Regions from separate parts of the Rattus norvegicus genome. Here region 1 is linked to region 2. The links are chromatin contacts, called in public Hi-C maps. All regions are on one chromosome and are shown on one strand. Each heading gives the region's core, a stretch centred on a gene start, on an enhancer-like site or on the middle of the called end of the contact. The rest is flanking DNA. Distances are from core to core; before and after follow the strand shown. Region 1 overlaps Ctnna1 (catenin alpha 1). Region 2 holds the start of Hspa9 (heat shock protein family A (Hsp70) member 9).

What was found. Hi-C and Micro-C count contacts between places; a contact is called where the count stands out from the background.
Region 1: a Hi-C map of Schwann cells shows a contact between it and region 2, with 2.9 times the contacts expected there. The contact joins the enhancer-like site here to the promoter of Hspa9 in region 2. A contact is called at or near these places in 1 of 12 Hi-C or Micro-C datasets (Schwann cells) and 1 of 1 datasets of contacts at active chromatin or transcription factors (oligodendrocytes).

What each region holds. Positions count from the first base shown.
Region 1 is chr18:27,121,488-27,127,600 of GRCr8, reverse strand. It overlaps Ctnna1 (catenin alpha 1), which reads right to left. Exons shown (of 18, transcript NM_001007145.1): 11 at 5,610-5,766; 12 at 1,079-1,279; 13 at 360-511. Among named protein-coding and RNA genes, the nearest start is that of Lrrtm2, 28 kb to the right of the region's middle. Within about 2 kb of position 3,355, at least 7 of the 93 cell types and tissues checked have an H3K27ac peak or open chromatin away from gene starts, as enhancers often do. A contact at or near this core is called in Schwann cells, where this site is marked.
Region 2 is chr18:26,825,559-26,831,520 of GRCr8, reverse strand. It overlaps Hspa9 (heat shock protein family A (Hsp70) member 9), which reads left to right and starts at 3,123. Exons shown (of 17, transcript NM_001100658.2): 1 at 3,123-3,306; 2 at 4,717-4,775; 3 at 4,989-5,076. The coding sequence starts at 3,226.

The sequences.
Region 1 (6,113 bases), core at 2,106-4,605, 300 kb before region 2:
AGCCCAACTCATGTTAGATTTCTTTTTCTGGTCCACGTTTGGGTTTTATCTCATTCTAATAGCTCTTAGATCCTTGGGTTTAATATACTGCCACTGGATCTCCTGAGTTCCAGATGGCACATTGCTCAAGCTGGCAGAAGCTGTTAAAATGTCTGGAAGGGCTGGCGAGGTGTCTCAGTGGTTAGAGCACTGACGCTCTTCCAGAGGTCCTGAGTTCAATTCCCAGCAACCACATGGTGGCTCACAACCATCTGTGATGGGACCCGATGCCCTCTTCTGGTGTGCATAGAAACAAGCACTCACATACATTAAAAAAAGAAATCTTAAAAAAGTAAAATGTCTAGAACATGGCCCCTCACCCTTATCATCAGCACGGCCTTGCGGATGTCCCGGATGCCGTCGTATACCAGACGGGAGGCGTCGATGAACTCATTCTCATCCATAGGCTGGGCGGGGTCTGAGCTGAGGGCTTCCACAGCTGCTTCCACTTGCTCAGTGAAACGCGGCATGACTACAGAGACAAGGACAGGTCACACTATGCAGATGGTCCTCCACCAACCTTTTCCTGAGTCCTTGGACAGACAGTCACGGTCATGACAAAGAGCCTCTGTTCCTACAAGGACTCAAGCCTCTCCTCACGAGATTCTGTGAACTAGGACTGGGTGGTTGAAAACTTGAAATGATGCTAATGCTGAGACCTTAAGAGTGAGAACTACAGCAGGCTGGCCAAGGGCTTCCTGCCATGTAAGAAGTTCTGGGTTCAATCCCTGACACTGCAGGAGGGACCCACCCTGATTTTGTATGCACTCACTAGCAGAGACAACTCAGAAGTTTATCTCAGATTCATAAAGCTATGTGCTCATGAGCTGCCTAACAGACAACTGCTCACTAGTACACTGAGCTACTCAGTGTCTGTAAAAGGTGTGTGTGTGTGTGTGTGTGTGTGTGTGTGTGTGTGTGTGTGTGTGTGCGCGCGCGCGTGCGCGCAATCCCCAGTATTTGGAATGAGAAGACAGCCTGTCAGAGCCAGCCATGGTGGGGACAAGGGAAACCCTAGGAGGGGGGACAGTCCTCAGACCTGTGTTGGAGAGGAGTTTGGTGGCTTCTAGAACCTTTTCTGTGTAAACTCCTGGCTCGTAGTTGTCCATCTCTGAGGTGACGACATGAATGACTCGGGCTGCCCGGCCTCGAATGGCCCCAGCAGTGCGATCCAGCCCATCCACGTCTTTCTCTTGGAGAGCGATAACACACTTGTTCACATCTTCCAAAATGTGGTTCTCTGAGGACAAAAAGATGAAAGATCATGATGTTCCAGTTCCTGAGGAAGAACTTGGTGCCAGCCACACGAGTCAGGTTTATATGAAGGAGTGGCACACATTTGCACACAGCACTCAGGAAGGTGGGGCCTGAATCTAGAGTATGACCCAACTCCTGCAAGTGTCCCCTGTCCTCCAAATACCCCATATGCCAAATAAATAACGCAATAGGAACAACAAGCACACTGCCTTCAAGGACTCCGCCTTCATCGGCTGTCACTGAATCCAGCCAAACTGACCAGAAGCTCCTACTAGGCACACAGCTGGATTTGAAAACCCCAAACCATTTCCTTTCAAAGCCTGACACGGTTTTCAGAAACCCCAGAGCAAGTACTCCCACTCTCATCTATAATAGTGAAAGGGAAACAAGCCAGAGGGCCAAGGAAACTGTGCTAAGAGGAACAAGCTGCAAGCTGCACACAGACCACCATGACAGGAGGGCAGACTCAGATGGGGTGAGAGGCAAATATACAGCAAACATGAAGGGCTGCAGAGGGTGGCAACATTAACTTCCCCTTTGATGCAACACATGGCCGCTCTCAGGAGTTATGTCAGTTAAAGACATGGTATCCTGCCAACAACAGAACGTGACATAGTAGGTGCAGAAAGTTCTATTTCTTATAGAAGAGCTAGAACAAACAGCAAATGCAATCTCTTTTAAGACGTACACTGGGACCAGGTGTAGTGACACACGCCTTTAATTGCAGCACTCAGGAGGCAGAGGTAGGCAGGTCTCTGTGAGTTCAAGGCCAGCCTGGTCTACAGAGTTCCAGGATGGCAGCCAGGAGTATACCAAAAGGGAGGGAAGGAGGGAGGAGAGAAGGAGGGAAGGAAGGGAGGGAGAGACAAATGGAGGGAGGGAAGGAAGGAGGAGGGAGGAAAGAAAGGAGGGAGGGAGGGAGGGAGGGAGGGAAGAGGACTGCAACATCATCATAGGCATCTTTTAAATCCAAATTCCCTCCATGACAACTAAACAAACATATACTAAGCCTGCAATCATTCAAGGTCTTAATGTTGAAACTAGTTTTTCTGAACCCAAGATTAATGTGGAAGATAAATCTTGTATTGCAAAGGTGGGAAAGTCAAAAGGGAAGAAAAGATTCTGAGTTAAAAAAAACCTACAACCCAGTGTTTTCCATATTATTTAGATCTCATCCCTGTTTTGGTGTGGTTAACACTTTGGAGGGTTAATACATCAGACTCAGTGATGTACTCTATAAAAAACATCATCTAGATACCTATGTTTTCAAAAACAAACCCCAATTTTATTAAATTTGTACACACTTTCCCCCCATCTGTGATCACAACCAGAGAAGGTATGACAAAACAAAGGAAGTACACCTACAGAAGTTGGCCATGACTGTTCATCTCAGGAAACCTGGCATGAGAGATGGACTTCTGGGCAGACCTGTGAGGTGGCGAGTTTCACCCACTGTGGGCAGCACCACTCCCTGGGTACGAGGAGAGGAGCCAGGTGGTGGTGGCTTTTATCCCCGCATTCAGGAGGCAGAAGGTCTACAGTGTGAGTTCTGGGATACTCGGGGTTACACAGAAAAAACAAACCCTGTTTTGGGGGAGGTGGAGTAAGTACGATTACTCACTCTGCTTCCTAAGCATATAAAGTGACTGGCTGCCAGGACTTCTCTGCCATAACAGACTGTACTGTTGACCCGTGGACCCTTTTCTCACATCAGCAAGAAAACAAACACAAAAACACAACAGAAAACCAAACCGCTAACATTCCCTCTAGCCACCACGAAGTCACCTCAAGTGCTGCTTCTTTCCTCCACAGAGAAATTCTTGCCTACAGTTTCGCTTATTTTATTATAAATTTTTTTAAAAAACACAAAAATCCTTTTGTATGAAAATCAGACCGGGCAGGGAATAAACATTTTAATGAGAGTTAATACTGACTGTTAACTTGAAGGGATCTAAACTCACAAGCAGACCAGCCTACGGGCACAGCTGTCAGAAACTACTTAGTTTGGGTTAACCGGGGCGGAAAGACCCATCCTAACTGGGGAGCACCACTCCACAGGCTGGGTCTTAGACTGAACAGAAAGGGGGATGGCAATGCAACCCAGTCAGACCCACTGCTGGGAGGTCTGGGCCCCAGAGGGCTTACTAAGGTTTAGTTAAACTGGTGTCACTGTGGCCCCCAACACTTGTTTACACTCACAGAAGTACTCAACCTCAGAGACCTTTTCTTGCAATAAATACAAAGACACTCTGTTGCCCAAGATGGTGAGAATAAGGCATGGTTCAGTGCTGAGCCCTAAACGGGATGTTCATCCAACCTCTCTAAGGCTTGGAGAACATCATGGAAGAGGGGACTCAAAGAATGCACTAGCCAGCAGATAAAGAGAAGGCCTGTGAAATCTTCTGGTTATGACAGCCACTGCCTGCACTGGGCCTATCAAGAGTGGAGCACGGGTGGGGGAGGGTCCACAGGCTCACTGTTAGCTACTGGTTGGTTCTTGGTTCTCGGGGAAGGGAAGCCACACCCACGTGGTCCTCACCGCTCCTCACTCACATTACTAATCATTGTGTTCTTCAGCAAGCTTATGACAGATCAAAAACACATAAGAGGCAGGCATACAAAATTCTCATGCTCTCTTCAAGACAATAATTCTATGCTTCAACTCACTAAATAGAAACTGGCTCAATAGTTTTGCTAAGTCAGGCCCTCTTAAACTCATTTATTTGCAAAAATGTTGAACCCAGTCACTAGATAAATAAAAGTGGACCTGCCAAAGAATTTAATTTCTCTTTACTGGTCTTATGTTTTATAATAAATAACCTTAAAAAAATCCTGCCTGGATCCCACTAAATGCTGATAGTTAATCCCTTTTGTTGTCTGATTTGAAAAATGTTATATGAGGAACATTTTTATTTTATTATATTTTACTTTACTGTGAGAAAAAAAATGAAAATCCCTTGAGTCTAACTCAACAAACACACTCACTTTAATTTAAAAAGACTAAGAATGTAGTATTTATCCAGAGGGAAGTTTGCATTTAGATTTGCAAATTTGTTGTTTGCTTTAAAATGTGCTGTGAAGGTAGAATGTTCTCCCTAAGCCTATGAAGAAGAATAATCCCAAACTTCACTGGGAAAAACAACAGAAGGCCAAGATTCCCAGAAAGGCCCATTGCTGCAACAATGTGCCCGCAGATGAATTTTCTGTTTTAAAGTAGCAGCATCTGCAATTTGGCAGTCCTGCAGCAACACTGTTTACCCTGCCTTCCTGCAGCTCAACAGCCCGCACCAGTGCTTTCTCAAGTTAGGCCAAAGCTACATCTGGAGGAGTACATGCAAAGCCAGGGAGACATTGGTATGCAGAGCACAGTCCCCTTTATATAGGTCACTGCTGGAGGACGGTGCTGTGCATGTACTTAAGTCTGCTTCTCTTTCAAGCCCCATTGCCACTCACATTCCAGCCTGTGGGTCCCTGGGGTGACAGGTAGTTTTAGCTCGACAAGAACCCAGTCACTAAATCTGCCCACAGCCAGTAGCCTCAGGAAGCCTGGCATTTCCAAGAAGACAACACCGCCAGGGGCAACAGAGTCCATGTTAAATGGAAAATGCATTTAGTGTTACTCAACTCTAAGGAGATAGGATTGAAATTTATTTCTGTGAGCTAAACACTGAATTGCATTTGACAGACATGTTCTATATGAATGCAATTTACTATGTCATTACCAGTTTATGTTTATATAATGAAATCAACTGTTTTTGTGAGGTGAATTACCCAGATTTATTTTTTGCAAGTTCATAATTAAATGGCACTTAAATATTTCCTCTCTGTTTTCTATCTGCACATCATGCAGACATGATCTTTGGGAAAGTAGTCAGTTAAACTATGATCATTTCAGAGACAGACGCTTTCCACGAAGGGAAAGAGAATTCTCTATAATAAACTAGCTGAGCGAGCTGAGGCTTCTCCCCTGAGTTTCACAGGCTTGTACAAGTGACCAGTGACACCAGAACATAGGGCTAACCTAAAGTAGCAGGACACACAGGTCATAGCCAGAGGGCTGTAGTATACAACCCTCTGTGAAAGGTTTGGCCAGCCCAATAACTAGTGCTTCCAAAACAGACACCAGCCCTGCTATGAGGGATAGAGCTCCAGTTAGTTCTAACTCCCCGTACTCGGGACACAAGTGTAGAACTTTGTAAAACTGGAAACCAGCATGTTATTGATAAGAGTTTCCTTTCCTGGATTTAAAAGTGTTTTGTAATTATGACTTGGACAATAATTATACGTGCCACTTTAGGGAAACAGTTCATTACCTGAGACAGCCAAGAAGTCATCAATGGAAGTAATGTCATCAACAGCATCTGTGAGAACACGGACTTGTTTTTCCCACTGCTCTTTAAAAAGATCCATGTTCTCTTGGGCCAGTTTACTCTGTGGCTTTGCCGCTAAAGCCAACGCAGCATTGATAACCTGCGGAGACAGTAAAGTAACGCGCATAACTCACTCTACAGTCATGTAAGCCAATCACATGGGGTGATAGGGGAAGGCACGACACCATGTGCTCTACCACAGTCATACACAGGAAACACTGAAGAGCAGGCCTTAGGCTTTAGCACTAAAGTTGATTTGGAAACAGCAGGCAATTGTAAAATAAGCGAAGGCTCCCTCTACTTTAGCCAATCTGTGAAGGCAATTCTACGATTTTTCCTCTAAGATTGGTTTTATGTGTATGAGTACACTCTAGCTGTCTTTAGACACCAGAAGAGGGCGTTGGATCCCATCACAGATAGTTGTGAGCCATCATGTGGTTGCTGGGT
Region 2 (5,962 bases), core at 1,874-4,373:
ATGCACAGGTATTGGACTATCCCTTCTCCTGTTCAGTAGACATTGGACCTCAGGCAAATTATGCATTAGTCCTTTCCCTTTCAGTGGATAACAAATGCCAACAGAGAAAGCAAACGTAATGCTGTACAGTAAACTGTATCACTGGGCAATGGATCTCGCTATCCATTTCAGTCACTTGAACCCTCCTTAGATTCAATTTATTTCCTTCAGGCTGTAGATGCTCATTTGCAAGCAGTCAGTTCAGAAGGCTCTCCTTCACGCTGGTAAGATTAAAGTATTGTCATGTATGAGCTTTGAACATTTACCTGCCACATCCTCCCCCTTGTGGTCATAAAGAATATTTTTGAATGGCCTGACAAAACCATAAGGAAAATCAATCACGTGTGTGTGTGTGTGTGTGTGTGTGCGCGTGCGTGCGTGCGTGCGTGCGTGCGTGTGTGTATCAATCATCTGGATTAAGCTCAGTAGAGGTTTTGCATATAACCTTAGGTTCCATGCTTCAAATAAATTTAGTGAATTTGAGGCAAGTCTGGGATATTAAACTAAATAAGATATATAACACTGGATTCCAGGGCTCTCACTCTGGCTTTTAAGTATGTGGAATAAGAAGAAAAGCAAATACTTACCTTTGTTGTTGTTGTTGCTTCAGGACTTTTAGACAAAGTCTTGCTATCTTAGAGACCCATTCATTCTGGAACTCACTATATAGTCATGGCTGGCCTCAAGCTTTTGGCTATGCTAGGCCAACTTAATCTTTTTAAAATAAGATCTTGCTGTGTAGCCCAGGCTGTCCTTGAACTCCTACTTCAGTCTCAGAGACAAATGGCACACCAGTTTACATGAATACACTGGCTTCAATTATCTTCACCTGCCTTCCTTACTTCTTGTTATAGTCAATGTAAGGTGCAACGGTTTCAACTTTTGTTTTAGTGTTTAGTATCTGTCATTCCTCTTGATGTTCTTTCTTCAAGAAACTGTGGCAGAATAACTGTTTTCAGGGGGTCAACAATCTAACTTTGGCCTTGGCAATGTAGTTTCTTAGGTAATTTCTTCAAGTGCTAGATCAGTAAGGATATAATGACAAGTGTAATTTGATGAAGAGAGGCGAGAGGTTCCTTTTTGATTTGAGACTCCTATGTAGCCTGTTACTGGTAATATAGCCCAGGCTGGTCTAGAACTTAAAATGTTCCTCCTGAAAGCTGGGATGAAGTTTGTGCCACTAAACCTGATTTAAGGGATGATGAGTATGGACTCATGGCCTAGTACCTTCTAGGCTAGCACACTTAACAACTCAGATACAATTCTAGTCCTTTTACTTTTTGAGACAGTCTTACTATGTAGCTATGTTAAAATCAGACCCTCCACATGTCTGATAGAACACAAGCATTTATCACACGAGGACATTTTTTTTTTTCGGAGCTGGGAACCGAACCCAGGGCCTTTAGCTCTACCACTGAGCTAAATCCCCAACCCCACACAAGGACATTTTTAAAAATGTATGTAATTGTAATGTCTGTCCTAACTTAATTTTATTAACCCTTTTTGAAACAGGTTCACCGTCTCTTAGTGTCATCAAGCTGCTTTCCAACTAATTATATCACCAAAGGTGACCTTGTATTTCTGATTCTACTTCCTCCCAAGTGCTGGAGGCTTACAGCACCATTCCCAGCTATCTTTCCTTCCCTTCTTTTCATAATGTAAACTGTATTTTATCTCCTAATTTCACCACTTTCTTCATTACTTGTTACAGTGATGACTACTTTCACTTCTTTTTCTTTGAGATAGTCTCATGTAGCCCATTGGCCTGGAACGAGTGATGAAATCAAAGATGGCCGCTGGAATCACAGAACTGTACAACCACTTCCTACCCAACTATTTTCTATTTATATCAAACTGCTTACCTCCAAAACCAAGTTCTATTTCACTGTCTTTGAATCACTGAACTGTTTTTACCACCATCGAGAAAAACTTGACACAACATTTGTTCAGGTTTTGTCCCTGAAAGTCTCTGGACAGACACACCTCACATCTGTAATCCAGGCATTCGAAAGGGTCAGCCTTGAGTTTGAGGACAACAAAAGCTACAAAACCACCACATAGCTAAGGCTAGTAAAACACTGGGGTTGGGTGGGGTGGTGCAGCCTTTAATTCCAGCACTCCGGGGATAGACTGGCGGGGGATCAAGGCCAGCCCGGTCTATATAGCTAGTTCTGTGACAGCCAGGGCCATATAGAGAGACTCTCCCCATGCCCAGCCATTTACACCCCGTCTGAAACCTTGTCTTAAAAAAAAAAAAAAAAGTCACAGTATAACTAACACCTGGCAAGTGCAAGGTTTGAAAAAGAGTCGCCTCTGGCCCAGCAAACCTTAAGAGCTCACGTAAGAGCCCTCATCCTTCTCAAGACAGTCTTTTTTTTTTTTAAGATTTATTTATTTTGTGCATGTGAGTACACTGTAGCTGTCTTCAGACATACCAGAAGAGGACATCAGATCCCATAAGACCGCGCATATACAGGTGTGCATACTTGAAGCTATGAATAAACGGTGAGAACAAAGGTCCCCTTATCAACGCCTGAGGACAAGATGGCGCCCGCTGCAAGTAGCGGCCTCGGGAAAAACTCCCACGCGCCTACCAGTGAGCGCGCGAGCTCGCGCCCCCGGTACTCTCCAGTAAATTCGCGTGCACTGGAGTATCCAATAAACGCTACAGTTAAGTCCTAACCCGTTTCCTCCACGCCCCTTACACATGCGCTACAGGGCTTCATCCGGAGCCGACGACGCAGGCGCAGGAGGCCCCTCCTTCTGCGCAACTGACGCAAGGAGACTGTAATCGGTTCGTAATTTATCCCGTGTGACCTTGAGTCTTTCCTGCCTCAAGGACCGGGGCTGTCTGAAGTAATGCCTGTACGTCTCTCTTCTCCCGCTCCCTTCTCACTGTTCCCACAGCCCCAGAAGCCGTGATGAAAGAACGGAAATTTTCAACGATCATTCTGAGGAGCGTGCTCGCGGCGTGCGCCGATTCCGGGAGCAGCAAACAGGAAGTTTCTGGTCAGGCACTACGCTAGGTGCCTCAGCAGAACAGCGGGCTTCATTGCTGCAGCGGCCAGCCCCCGCCCCCCCACCCCACGTGGTTGGAGGGTTCCAGAAGCGTAGCCACCGCCGTGCACGCAGCTCCGGGTCTGTGGGGTGTTTGTTCTTGCCCTCGTAGCCCTCTGTCCAGCCGCCATGATAAGCGCCAGCAGAGCCGCGGCCGCGCGTCTCGTGGGCACCACAGCGTCCCGGAGTCCCGCCGCCGCCCGTCACCAGGTGAGGAGCTGCCATGCCTTCCGGTAGGGGCTCCAGGCCCCGACTCGAGTAAGGCAGGCCTTGCCCTTCGGGGTCAGACTCTAGGAGAAATCCGGAGCGTAGGAAGGTAACGGACCTTCGATAGTCTTTGTTGGCCTTCTTTGAGGGCTTTAGCCTCGAGCTATGCTGAGTCACAATCCTTGGCGTTCTGAAGTCTTTACCCCAATAATTCACGACGTAGTGGCCCTCTAACCTGTAGCACATTGGATGTGCTTGGTCTTAGACAGTAGGTATAGTTTACTGGAAACGCAGAACTATGTACGCTAGACTGTTGAGGGTTGATGGACAGTTTCTCTGCTGTAAATATTCAAGAATGTCGCTGCTGTGAAGAAGTGGGGGGTATCCACATTAGGAACTGAAAATTAAATTCCAACATTCCAACTCCATTCTTTGACTTTTCACTTTATATTTTTGAGAAAGGGTTTCTTTGTAGACCTGTCTGCCCGGGAATTAACTTTGTGGGCTTCACAGAGACACCCCCACATCCCCGCGCCTGTCTCTTCCCCACGAGGGCTGAGATTGAAGGCGAGCACACCCAGCTCCAAAGATAGAGAGGTTTTTTTCCTTCGATTTACTTGTGATTTATAATAACAAGTAGAAAAAAGATTTTGATCTGAAATAAGAAAAAGTACGTCTTTGGAGATTGAGACCTGAAACTCTCCAAAATAATTGTTTGACCAGGCCAGTGGAAATGTATCTGAGAACTTTAAATCTCTACTTGCAGTGCACACGTTATTGAAGTGAGGTGTACAGGGTTGTGAGTTTATTTTGAGACAGGGTCTCACTGTGTAGCCCTAGCTGTTCTAGACCAGGCCTGTCTCTGGCTTTGAGGTTTTAGGAATAAAGGCATTTGCCATTAGGCCAGTCAACTGAATTTTGAAATTTTTGGTGTCTCCTTAATCAGGTGTTCAGCAAAAGTGGTTCTCGCACACAGTCTCAGTGTCTCTCTCCCTCCCTCCCCCCTCCCCCTCCCCCCTCCCCTCACGGGAGTTTGTGTTCGAGCAAGGCACTTCTGCCCACTTCCAGGTTGTCCTAAATTGAGTGACAATTTATGGGGGGCTTGTTGGTAAAGGCCAGAGTTGCTTCTAAGCATCACAGTTTGTCACAGCAGATACTGGTACAAGATAAATAATGTCAAAGTTGTACATCCATTGCAATGTAATTTTTTTTTTCTTTAGTGGTGGCAATTCAAGACAATTTTATGTACGCTTAATTTTACCAGACAAGTCTGGAAAACTTGTAGATATGTGATCTGTAATCTATGTATTTTACATACTAAGGACTAAAAGTTGCATGAGTTTTTTCAGAATAATTGGAAAAAAAACAAGAGTCTTTGTAGTTGGTGGCTGATGCAATATTTTTTCTCCCCAGGATGGCTGGAATGGCCTTAGTCATGAGGCTTTTAGATTTGTTTCAAGAAGGGATTATGCGTAAGTATAACCTCACTCTCTCTGAGAAAAACACACATTGAACCTCAGCTATGATGGGTGTATTTGTTAACATGGAACTATTCCTCTTTATCGCTAACTATTCGTTTGTATTTGTAGTTGATTTAGTGTGCCACTGTTAACACCAACATAAAACAGTTCTTCCTGACATTGGAGATCATTGTTAAGATGACCATGGTGTTTCATTTCTTACAGGTCAGAAGCAATCAAGGGTGCAGTTGTTGGAATTGATTTGGGTACTACTAACTCCTGTGTGGCTGTTATGGAGGGCAAACAAGCCAAGGTGAGAATAAATTGAAGCCCGGGGTCATTTAGATATCTAGTACATAGGAATGGCATTAAGTACACAGGAATGCTAAATCGGAGCCCAGCTTGATGGTGGACACCTTTAATCCCAGCAAAGTCAGAGGGATCTGTGAGTTCAGGATAACGAGGGCCACACAGAGAAACCCTGTCTTACAAACAAGCAATGATGTGTTTAGTTTGGTGCTGGTTTTTCCTCCTGAGATACTGTATCCTGGGCCAGCTTCAAGGGTACAGTATTAAGTGCTAAGATCACAGGCATTATTAACCACTCTAGGCTTCTAATTTGCATTTAAAGCCTGCTTTTGCCCCACTGCTCCCCTCTGCCCCAAGCTGAGGACTGAACCCAGGGCCCTGTGCTCTACCACTGTGCTAATCCCCAACCGCTTTTGCTTTTTTAAGACTTAGGAATTAACCTTTGGGTGTTCATAATTAAATGGATCTAACTTCCAAGAGTACAAGTGAAACATGGACTTTGGGGAACTGGTGGTGATGTCATTAGAGGACTTGAAATGGCTTGCTGTGTTAGGAGTCCAGCAAGACTGGAGGTCGGAAGCTTCTACTCACTAGAAACAAGGAGAGCTCCACATTTGTGTTATGTAAAGGTTGTTGAAGCCTCTTCAGCAGAATACACAAACTTTCTTTTGAGTTGTCAAGGCTTAGAGCTCCTGGGAATCTATAGTTGTCCTGCTTCTTTACCCATGCCTGCACTGGGTACCGGCTGAAACCCCACATGTTTGGTACTAACATAAGCCCTTCCGTTGTCCTCATTTATGCTGTTCTCTATTTTTTTGTCTGAAATTTTAGCTTCTGTATGTAATTAACAGTAGTCATAATAAAGGTGGTATGGCTATAGTCTTCTGCGT